Linked DNA regions of Rattus norvegicus: region 2 is linked to region 1. Evidence: chromatin contacts called from public Hi-C data. All regions are on one chromosome and are shown on one strand. The core of a region is the stretch at or near the end of the contact, and the rest is flanking DNA. Distances in the headings are between cores, read along the strand shown.

Region 1 (6,426 bases), core at 3,082-5,581:
AATACACACATGCACACACATACACATGCACATATGCATGCACACATACACACATGCACACATGCACACACACGTGCACATACATTCACACACATACACATGCACATATACACACACATACACATACACACGTGCAGCACCCTTCTTTATAGCGTTAGTACCATGAGGAAAAAGCAACACCCTGAAAGCACTCTGTACCCAAGAGTGCGGCACAGGATTATTCATGAGGCTGGAGATGAGCTGGGCCTGGGGTGAAAATATGGGATCACCTCTGTCTTGAATGGGTCGAGTCCTTGAGTGGTTGCTCTGCATGTTGTGATGTGCCTCTATCCCTACAGTCTTTCAATCCGGGTAATGCCCCCAGCTTGGTTTGTCTACCCAGAAAGATGGTCAATAAGTAAGTGTACTGTTCAGCGTTTATCTAACGGGCACTGCTTCCCAGGAGACAAATGGCCTCATTTCCAGCTGGGAGATGCAGTTTAGCCTCCAGGGGAATATGAAAGCTGAAGAGTAGGAAAGACAAGACACAGGACAGCTCTAGGGAGAGAGAGCCTGTGGCGACTTGGGATGGGGAACCCCTGGAACATGGTATGGAAGGCTTAATGCCAAGGCCTCTAGGGTTTCGTGACTAGTTCTGGGCCTCCTCAGGGATGGAAGGCAAACCTAGCGAGGTCCTTCTCTGGCATCTATTCCAACGGCAGAAGCAGAGGACAAGGAAGGGTTTCACTGTGAATTGCTGTTCCCTGTTCCCTGTTCCCTACAAATCTGCAAGACTAGGTGCAGCCCAAGTGTCCAACGTGAGGGGACTGGTTAAATAAATGCCGAACCATCCAGCAGACAGAATATAACGAAGCTTTCAAAAAGCAGTGTTGGTGTGGTGACAAATCTGGAATTTGGGTTTCTTTTAAAAGCATAGAAACATTGTAAGGATGTGCTTTTGTGGGGCTGCTTCGGACTGTCCACGGCAGCTGACTGTGATTTGCCTCGTGCTCTAGTCGAGGTGTAGTTTTACCAGCTGTAGATAGTTTCTACAGTTGTGTGATGTTTGGAATTCTGGGAACTTCTCAGAGGGCACATAAATGCTAGAGCCCTTATAGGCAAACTTGGTGGTTGTTGGTCGTTCACGGGGGTTGGTAGTGGCTTGTTATTAGTTGTGCTCAAAGAAGAAACAAAAGGAAAGACGTTAAATTCAGGATTCCTTATCTCTCCCTCCCCCTTCTATCCTTTTCTCTCCTATCCAGTGATAAGGGTTGAAAACAGGGTTAAAGGGTAGGGAAAAGAAGAATCCACAAAGTAGTAAAGATCAGCTACACACTGGGAGTTGGAGAGATGGCTCATTGGGTAAAAGCATTTCCCCCAAAAGCTTGGTGACCCGTTTGATCCTTAAACCCATGTAAAAGTTGAGGGAGGAGGGGTTGGGGATTTAGCTCAGTGGTAGAGCGCTTGCCTAGGAAGCGCAAGGTCCTGGGTTCGGTCCCCAGCTCCGAAAAAAAAAAAAAAAAAAAAGTTGAGGGAGGGAGCTGACTCCACAAAGCTGTCTTATGGTATGCTTACCATCAGTGTCATGTACTAAGAGTGCATGCACACACACACACACACACACACATGTATGCACACACATGCACATCACACACACATGCACACACATAAACATGCACATACACACACGCACACACATACATACACACATACCATATACACATGCACACACATAAACATGCACATACGCATGCACACACATGCATACACATATACCATATACACATGCATACACACATACCATATACACATGCATACACACATACCATATACACATGCATACACACATACCATATACACATGCATACACATACACACACACACAAACACACATACACATGCACACACATATGCATACAATACACACATACACACACACACCACCACCACCAATAAATGAATTCATGAATGAGTAAATAAGATAAAAAAAATCTAAAAAGTTCAATGAAATAAAACAAAAGCCCCTCATCTGCAGCTGGAGAGATGACTCAGTGGTTAAGAACACATTCTTTCAGAGGACTTGAATTTGGTTCCCAGCACCAACACTGGATAGATCACAAGTGCACATACATAAATAAAAATAAAATGAATCTTTAAAAACACACTGCATAATCATCACACTCATTGGACACACCCATTATTAGCGTATACCCACATATTTAAATAAAAATTGGGTAATATTACGTACATGTATATACAAACATATACAGGCCAGGACCTGAGTTTTCTTTGTAAACAGCACAGTAAGAATTGCGGGGCTTGGGGACTGGAGAGATGGCTCAGGAGTTAAGAATACAGGCTGTTTTCCCGGAGGTCCTGGGTTTGACTTCCAGCACCCAGAGGGTGGCTAACAGTTGTATGTAGTTCCAGGAGTTCTGACGCTCTCTTCTGGCCTCTGCGGGTATTGCACACACGTGGTGCATAGCCCACATACCCATACACACAAAATAAAAATAAAGGGAAAATCTGAAGGAGGAGGAGAAGAAAGGATTTGAGGGGCTAGAGGGGGTTCAGAAGTTAGGAGCACATACTGCTCTTCCAGAAGACCCGGGTTTGGTTGCCAGCACCCACATCGGGCAGCTCCAACGCCCCACTCCGGTCTCTTCGGGCATCTCTATTTATGCGCACATGCCCCACCTCCATTACACATATTTACAGATATAATAGAAAGGTATTTTCAGTGTGTTAATCAGATTTGTTGCTGAGATAAACACCCAAGAGAGACAATTTAAATGGAGGAAGCATCTATTTGGTCTCGGAGATATTAACCATGCTGAGCCGCACTGCTGTTTGCACAGTCCAGTGAGACAGAGCAGGATGGCAGGCACACAGGATGCTGGGAAGGGAGCACAAGAGCGCCCCTTGTGGCAGACTGAAGGACCAGCAACAAGATAGAGCCTACTAATGGGGAGGTAACTATTAGATGGGCTGACATTTGTTCGGAGGTTTGAGTGAAGTGTGAAAGTAGCCCTGTGGGAATGAATGGGAAACTGTAATTCACTTCCTCCATCCAGGCCCCACCTCCATAGCTTCCGCCACCTTTCCAGAGTGCCATCCAATTGGAAACCGTCCGTGGGTTAATTCATTCCTGACATTAAAGCCCTGGGGATCCAATGACTTCTTATGCTTTTTGAATGCCTACTATGTGTCAAGCACTGAGCAAATGGCATGACAGTCAGAGAGGAATTCCTGGAAGGGTGATGTATGGGGTGAGGGATGAGCAGGTGACCTAGGTCTCCTCAGAAAGGCCAGGAAGGCACATGGAGAGCCTCCTACTGCTGGGAGTCAGGGTGTGGAGTACCAAGCCTCACTTTGGAACCATGTCTGGAAAGGGGTCGATATAACAGAAGAAAACAGAACCCTGACCACATGACCACAGCACAGTGGCATCAGAGAGGAGAGGACAGTATATTGACTGATCAGTCATAAGGGAGCTGTGAGGAACATTGGAAATATGTTTGAGGGGTCTAGAGAGGCTCAGAAGAAGGCTGGGTGGTGAGGGACTGTGGGGACCCTGGAGTCCCTGGTGCTGGTTGGTGAGGTGGGGAGCCTATTGGAGTCGGGTTCACAGGGCTCTGTAAGGCAGGCGGCTGAAAACAGCATGCATGTGCTCTCTTTGGAGGCTATGGGTCCACACCGGTGTTGATGGGCTAAAATCAGTGTGGCTGCAGGGCAGGTCCTCTGTTAGGAGACCTACTAGGCTGGGACTGCAGGATGGGACTGCAGGATGGGAAGGCCTGAGCCTCCCACAGGGACAAGAGGAAGGTGTTAGCAGAGTCCTGGAGACCCTTCTCTGGGAACTCAAATGACAGAAGGCAAGCACAGGGGAGCCCTAGACTGGCTGGGGAGGAGTGAGTATTTTTTTAGGAGTTTTCCCCTGAGTTCGTTGGGTCTCTCTGGTTTGGCATTTCCTTAAGGACTATGAGCCAGCCCTTCACCTTGGCACACCCAGCACCAGGTCTTCCAAGCTGGTTAAGTTGAGTCTATGTCTTTAAACCGTAAGGAAGAGAAAGCCAGGCTACCAAGAATAACATTTTACTGACTTGGCATGGGCTTCGGAATCTGCGTTTTTAGCAGCTGCCCAGGTGATTGTGATGAGCAGACAGTTTGGGCGAGCCCTCCCTCCCCTCCCTTTCCCCCTTTCCTCTTTCATTCCCCTTCAGCAAACTGTTTTTCAACTTTGTTTTTTAGTGAAAACCATTTCCTCCTCACTGTGGACCAGAGCCAGACCAAGGCTGAGCCGGCCTGTCTCTCCCACGTCAACAGTCCCGAGTCCTTAGTGGAGGTTGATGCTGTCTTTCTGTGCCCTTCCTCTTCCTCAGTCCTCACTGCCTGAGGCACTTTCCCTGTGGGGATCAAGGCCAGGTCACCAGAGGCCGGGTCAGACCCGCCCCCCATCTCACCAGTGGCCTCCCCGACTTCTTCATATCTTTACTTTCCTCTTGCACTCGGATTCCTCCAGAAAGACTCTGTTCCAGGCTTCAAGGGACCAGCCGTGGCCATCCCCCACACCTCAGCTGACAGCCTTGGCTTAATTTGGGAAATGAAGGAGCCAGGAGCTTCCTTAGGCCAAATGAAGTGTCCCGGTAGGAGGGAAGGGCACAGGATTTGGCAGAAACCTGGGCTGGGTGGAGGGAGTGGCTGGATTCCCTTGGCTCTCGAAGGCCTCTCCTCTGGTGGGATCCACAACATCTGCCAGATGCCTCCTGGTCTGGCTTTGGGAGGTATGGAGAACCAATTTCATGGTGAGCTCCATTGGCCACAATACTGAGGCAGCTGCAGGAGGGGACTAGGGTGTTGTTGTCCCTTCCCCTGACACTGGGGCTGTCTGGAGGAATGGTAGCCTCTCTGTGTTAAACGGTGGCCTTACTTGCAATGACTAGTGGCAGGTACCAGTTGGAGGACACAGCTGGTTTTGATTAAAATAAAACCCTTGCATCATTTATTCTGGTGGTTTCCAAAGCTGTCTAAATTCCAGGGCCACCTAGGAGGCTTGTTTATTAATTATTTATAGACAGAATGTCATATATGACATAGCTGAGGATGACCTTGAACTTCTGATCCTCCTGTCTCCACCTCCCAAGTGCTGGCTACCATGCCTGGTATATGAGGTGCTGGGAATTGAATGCAGGGTTTCTTGAATGCAAAGCAAGACTCTACCAATCAATCTGTGCCCCCCCCAGCAAAAGGCAAGACTCTACCAATCAATCTATTTACCCAGCTCAAAATATCTAAAATATATACTCTAATAAAGACTTCTGGAACACTTTTTAGTGACTTCTTACTGCCGTGATAAAACACCATGGCCAAAAGGAAGTTGGGGAGGAAAGGGTCTATTTGGCTTACACTCCACATGCTGTTCATCATCAAAGGAAGTCAGGACAGGAACTCAAGCAGGGCAGGAACCTGGTGGCAGGAGCTGATACAGAGGCTATGGAGGGCACTGATTCCTGATTTACTCCTTATAGCTTGCACAGCCTGCTCTATAAAATCCAGGACCACCAGCCCAAGTATGGAACCACCCACAATGGGCTGGGTCTTACCCCATTGATCACTAAGAAAATGCTCCACAGCTGGATCTCATGGAGGTGTTTTCTCACCCGAGGTTCCCTCCTTAGCTTGTGTCGAGTTGATATAAAACTAGCCAGAGCGTCTCTGCCTGATCAGTTAGAATCTCTGGGAGTCTTGAACTGAGTGGGAGTGACTCTTTTCAATCAGATTTTGTTCCTGATTCCGGACCCTGAAAAGTAAGCAAGAGGCTGGAGCCGGAAGCGATGACGTGGCAGTAATTCTTAATTAATACTGCATGTCTGTCAGGACCCCGGGTCTCATCTTTCTTAGTCTCTGAGACAATCCTAGGAGGGGTGTCCAGCTATTGTCCTGATTTTCCAGAGAAGGAAATGACCACACACACAGCCAAGACCCAGAGCCTTTCTCTCAACATCGTGAAGCCCCAGTGCTCTTAGGAACCAGGCCAGTCTGAGGCCAGATTGTGATATTTGTACATATACTTCCTGCCTCCAGGTGTCTGGTGTATCCTCTGTCTCAGACGTCCCTAACTCTACACTAAAGGAACCTCCAAGGCGCTTTCTGTGCAGAGAAGGCATGCCTAGGCGAGCCCTAGCAGAAGCGGGGTGGGCACAATGGTGCATCTTTAATCTCAGCAGTTGGAGGCAGAGGCAGGCTTCTCTACAGAGTTCCAGGCTGCCCACAGCTGCATGGTGAGTCCCCTCCCCCAAAAGCACAGAATTCGGACTAGACAGATAGCTTAGTCAGCAAAGTGCTTCCTGTATACACATTGGTACCTCAATCTGATCACCAATGTTCATTTTAGAAAGCCGGATGTGCTGTCACATGCTTGTAATTCCAGAACTAAAGAAGCAGAGA
Region 2 (5,632 bases), core at 1,176-3,675, 53 kb after region 1:
GAGTGTGTATGTGTGTGTGGTGTATGTGTGTGTATGTGTGTATGATGTATTGGGTGTGTGTGAGTGTGTGTGAGTGTGTGTGTCTGTGTGTGAGTGTGTGTGTATGTGTGAGAGTGTGTGTATGTGCGTGTGGTGTATGTGTGTGTGAGTGTGTGTATGTGTGTGTATGTGTATATGTTTGTGTGTGTGTGAGTGTGTGCATGTGTGTACATACATGTGTGTGTCTGAGCATACGTGCTACTCTTCCAGAGGACTCAAGTTTAGTTCCCAGCACCCACATTATGTAATTCACAACTGCCTGTGACTTCAGCTCCAGAAAACCCAATAGCTTCTTCTGTTCATGAAAACCCACACACATGTGGCATGCATACACAAACATAAATTTTAAAAAACTTACAAATCGAAACCTCTTTGGTATCATCCGCTCAAAGCAACAGCTAAAGGCCCACCCCTATGCTCTCTTTCTTGATGCCTCCTTGTTGCTGCTCCTGACTCTGGGCCTTTGCACACTCCCTAGACACCCCATTTCAACTCCAATGCTTTGCCACAGTCTCCCCTCCCTTCCTGACTTGGGGACCGCAGCACTGAGACACTACTTCCTTGACCCTCGATCTCCTCCTGCAGGCTTGTGTGTTTGATCACTTGGTCCCTAACCGTTCGAGTTGTTTGGGACATTGTGGATCCCTTTGTCATTTCCAGAGCTACCTCTCAGGAGTGGGACACTTGAGACCTTCAAAGTAACAGTTGCCTCTGGTCCTGGCTCCCAGCTCTCTGCTTCCTAGTTGTCATAATGGGAGAAGGCACGGCAAGATCCTGCCTTGCTGGGTGGACTCTGCCATGCTCTGCCTTCACTGAGGGACAGTTCTCTCTGAACTGTGAGCCAAGGTTACCCCACCACCACCACCACCAGGTTGCTTCTATCACGGCAATTAGAAGAGTGACCAATACCCCTCCTCATGGCAATTAGAAAAGTGACCAATACCCCTCCCCACACACCTGGTTTAATCTCTCTTTCCGAGGTACACACCACCATCCAAACATACTTTTAATTTTTTTATTTTCTTCCCTCCCCCACCCAACACTGGATTTCATGTTCTCATCCAGGTTGGCCTGACTAACCTCAAACTCACTGTAATCCTCCTGTCTCAGCTTCCTAAGTGCTGGTATTGCAGGTGTACACAATCATGCTCAGCCTGGTGTGTTTTTACACAGACTCTCACTATGTGGCCTTGGCTGGCCAGACTGGGTTTGCCTTCATTACTCCTCCTATCTGCCTCCCTAGTGCTTAGCTTACAGGCGGGTCACTGCGTTAGATCCACTGGGGTAGAGCCACTGTCTTAGAGTCACTGTGCCTGTCACGTTTTGCCTATAAAGTCCGTGTCCCCTGCAAACACCCATTTCACTGTGGCAGTGTGAAGGGTGCTGGAATGAACTCTGTACTGTGCAAGGAGGTCCTGGAGAAGGAATATCGTGCCTTGTCATCTCTGGATCTTCAGGGCTTAATGCTAGTGTCCACGTGGGTGGGTGTGCAAACACACCTATGAATGTGTGAGTATGTCATTGAACAAGGTGCTTTTTTGACCAAGTGTGAGGTTTGGGGACCTAGGCAGATCAGATCAGATCAGATTTTCACGAAGAGTATCATGTACTGCTCAATCATTCTGGGCTCTCTGCCTACTTGGGAGCCTTGCTCTGGTGTCTGGCTTTGTCCCATCCCCCACTCCCAGTCACCACAGTCCTCACTAGGTGAAGCCCTCTGACATGGTCCCACCACCTGGGGCTTCCCAAGAACAATCAGGTGCTGTGTGCAGGGTCACCCCTTCACTCTAAAGGTTGGGGGCAGACTGGCGACTCAGGACGTTATTGTGCGAGATTGCAGACATGCAATGCAGATGCTCTAAAGCTCTCCAGCCAGGCCTAGGCTTTGGGACGGCTCCTCTGTGGGACAGCTTTGGCCTTTCTGGGCACCCTCCTTAGGGAACATGTAGGGTACAGGGGCTCAGCTCTGCGTTGAGAAGCAGATTTGACGACATCCAAAGTGGGGTGAGCAGCCACAGCAGCTGGGGTCGCGTCCTGCACCCACCCCCACCCCCACCCCCCACCCCCAGCTTCCTATTCTACTGTCTGCTTCAGGCTCTCAGAGATACCAGAAAATGGAGAGTTCAGGGAGGGAGCTTACCTTCCCAGGCCCAGGCTAGACCTCAGTTTTGGGGTTTCAGGCAGTTTCTATAACCACAGTCACATGTCCCTTCTGTAACCCGAGCCCCCAACACAGCAGGAGTCTGCACCCCAGCTCTCTCGGAGTCACATCTGTTTCTCATTTCCGCCCCAGGAAAACGGTCCAATTTCCATGAGCGGCCTGGCCCAAGCCAAGCCTCAAGTCTCCCTCTGGCCAGCCCCACCCAACCCAACTCCCGCACTCCATAGGGTGGGGAAGGGAACCGAGAGAGCGCAGCTCACATCGCCTGGGCAGTGGGGCAGCCAGGAAGCCTGAGTTCTTAGCCTGACTCTGTCAATTCCTCACAGTGTGTCCTTGGGACGATCTCTTAACTTCTCTGGGCTTCAGCTCTTTCACTGGCCAAATGTGTTGCTCGACAGACAGAGGGATCCCTAGGGTTTGTGAACCTAGATTCATTAGGGATAAAAGCCAAGAAGGGTGTGGCTCTGCTAGGAAGATGGTGGGGACCGACCGCCCCCCATCCTACCCACACCCACTTTTGGTATTTGATAGAGTTGTGGCTGAGCCCTTCATCTGTCAGTAATTATTCAGCACCAGGATGTTTGTGTTGGTCCCTGAGCAGGAGTCGGGAGTCCACAGAGATAAGCAACTTACACTCTTTGGTGGAGGAGAGACCCACAGATAAAAATAAATCCAGTCTACGCAGCAAATTGGAGATCTGTGTGAACAGGGCCAAGCCAGCACCAGAAGCAGTACCTTCGGTCTCCTTCTGCTGGTGGAGATCTGCAGTGTTCAAGACAGTTTCAACCTGATATTGTTTTTTGTTTTTCTGCTGTTTTTGACTCTCACCCATAATGGGAATCATGTGAACCCCAGGCTAACCTTGAACTTCTGATTCTCCTGCCTCCACCCTCCAAGCATTACCCTTCCCAGGCTGCAGGTTCTGTAGCATTCTTAGTAGAACCCAGGGACTTCATGCTTATTAGTCAAGCATTTTACCAACTGAGCCATGTCTCTCCAGCTCCTTGGGACTGTTTCTGTCTATTAAAAAACCTCCGCCCCTCTTTAGGGAGCCCCAATTCATTCAAAGACTTTCCCCAACCTTCGCTTGATATCCAAAGCTGCTTCCTGGGGAGAGGGACTCAGCAGGGGTTCATATAAAAGTACACCTTGCACACCACCGTGAGACGTCTGGTTCCTCCTCCACCCTTTACCTGCTGGGCCTACTTTATGTGACAGAGCTAAGAAGGCACGCCATCAAGAGAGGCTGCCCTAGCTCTACCCCCACTTCAACAAGGGTGGCTGGACCTGAGAGCCTTATGTAACTCCCAGGGCACTGTGGATGTCAGCACCAGTACACGTCCCTGAACAGAGCACTCAACCCTGACTTTACAAGACAGCCTCTTCCTATGGGAAGGGGGTCACCGCTTGCCTTTCTGACCCCAGATTGTGCCTGTGTGCCTGCATGGGCCTTCTCTCAAGTTCCTCAGCTCCATTTCCCAGAGCCTCTGCATCCTGCTTTTTGAGACACAGTTTTCTTCATTAAACCCAGCTTTGTTGGGGGAATAATTTGCATACAAAATGCAGGGATTCCACGCACACAGCTTGACAGGTTTTGATGAATGGACGTCCCTGTGGAACAATTGCTCCATCAAGAGCCAATCACCCTCTTCCCCTCCAGGAAACCTTGTTTGGGGGATTGATTCCTCCATCTGTGAGAGGTGCAGACTTGGGCTTTGTATGTGAGAGAGCTGGGCTGAAGTAAGCAGGGCCGGTCCTTGCTTGTACTTGGTGGAAACGCTGTCTAAGGGCTTCAGTACTCCCCAGTCAAGCACTCTTTGTTCTGAGCCCTCCTTGCCTAGACGAGGATGGAAGCCCATGCAAAGCTCCCCCAGGTTCTTAACACTCTCTCTCTCTCTCTCTCTCTCTCTCTCTCTCTCTCTCTCTCTCACACACACACACACACACACACACACTCTCTCTCTCTCACACACTCTCTCACACACACAAACACACACTCTCTCTCACACACACATACACACTCACACACACTCTTCACACACACTCTCACACATACACACTCACACACACTCTCTCACACATACACACTCACACACACTCTCTCACACATACACACTCTCTTACACATACACACACTCTCACATACACACTCTCACATACACACTCTCACACACTCTCACACATACACACTCACACACACACTCTCTCACACATACACATACATACACACTCTCTTACACATACACACACTCTCACATACACACTCACACATATACACTCTCACACACATATACACACTCTCACATACACACTCTCTCTTACACACTCTCACACATACACACTCTCTTACACATACACTCTCACATACACACTCTCTCTCACACACTCTCTCACACACTCTCACACATACACACTCTCTTACACATACACACACTCTCACATACACACTCTCTCTCACACACTCTCACACAGACATACTCTCTCACACAGACACACTCACACACACTCTTCACACACATACACTCTCTTTCACACAGACACAGTCTCACACACACACTCTTCACACACATACTCTCTTTTTTACACACACACTCTCTCTTACACACACACACACACACACACACACCTGCCTAAGATATGGAGATAAATGTTTTGGTGCAGAACTGAAACCATCATTGTCTGCCTTCAGAGGAGGCTAGGAACAGGCTGGTTTTACCCTAAGCTGGGTCCAAAAGATGGGTCTCTCTCTTCTGAGCTCTTCAAAGTTCCGAGATGCTGGTGGCAGGCCAGCTCCATGCACTGGTACCAGTGCATGCTGCGCACGGCCCCATTGTAAGAGTGCCACATGCCTGGATTCATATCTTGATGTCCCCATTTTTAAATCCTTGCTAATTTTTACACCAGAGGCCCTGCATTTTTCATTTTGTGCTAGGTTCCACAAATTGCATAGCCATTGGCATTGGTGGGAAGATCAAATTGGCTTGTTGTGTCCTTAGAAGAGCTGATATCCCTACTGTCCCATCTCCCCCACCTAAGCAGGGTGTCAGGAAGGCTTGTGTCATACCAGGGTCCTCAGTCACCAGGGGACACCATCAGGAGCTAAAGGCCTGCTTGGCCTAGAAACCCCCTTGGGGACAACTGCTCAGAGGACTTGCTGGCCCAGCCTGTGAATTCTCGCCCTCTGACAGTCCTCCCCAGCTGCCCCCACCCCGCTCTTCAGCTCAAGTGTGAAACCACAGCTGGGCACCAGCCAAGTGGGCTTGGGTTTCATCACACTTGACTTCCCACGCCCAGGGTCCAGAGGAGCTGCTGGCCAGAAGCCTGGCCTGAGAGACAGATGAGAGGGCAGGCTCAGAAAGCTGGGGCTCCAAAGTGCTTTGCCTCAGTTTCCCCTCTCTGTGATAGGACAGGATTCTGTAGGACCAGAGTGGG

Evidence for each region. A called contact is a pair of places that touch in the nucleus more often than the background predicts.
Region 2: a Hi-C map of liver shows a contact between it and region 1, with 2.7 times the contacts expected there. The contact joins two enhancer-like sites. A contact is called at or near these places in 5 of 12 Hi-C or Micro-C datasets (the A7r5 cell line, the Rat2 cell line, Schwann cells and 2 more).

What each region holds. Positions count from the first base shown.
Region 1 is chr6:16,396,585-16,403,010 of GRCr8, forward strand. All of the region lies in intron 2 of LOC134479316 (a long non-coding RNA gene), which reads left to right. Among named protein-coding and RNA genes, the nearest start is that of Zfp36l2, 160 kb to the left of the region's middle. Within about 2 kb of position 4,332, at least 26 of the 93 cell types and tissues checked have an H3K27ac peak or open chromatin away from gene starts, as enhancers often do. A contact at or near this core is called in liver, where this site is marked.
Region 2 is chr6:16,451,071-16,456,702 of GRCr8, forward strand. No RefSeq gene overlaps it. Among named protein-coding and RNA genes, the nearest start is that of Trnai-uau2, 130 kb to the right of the region's middle. Within about 2 kb of position 2,426, at least 19 of the 93 cell types and tissues checked have an H3K27ac peak or open chromatin away from gene starts, as enhancers often do. A contact at or near this core is called in liver, where this site is marked.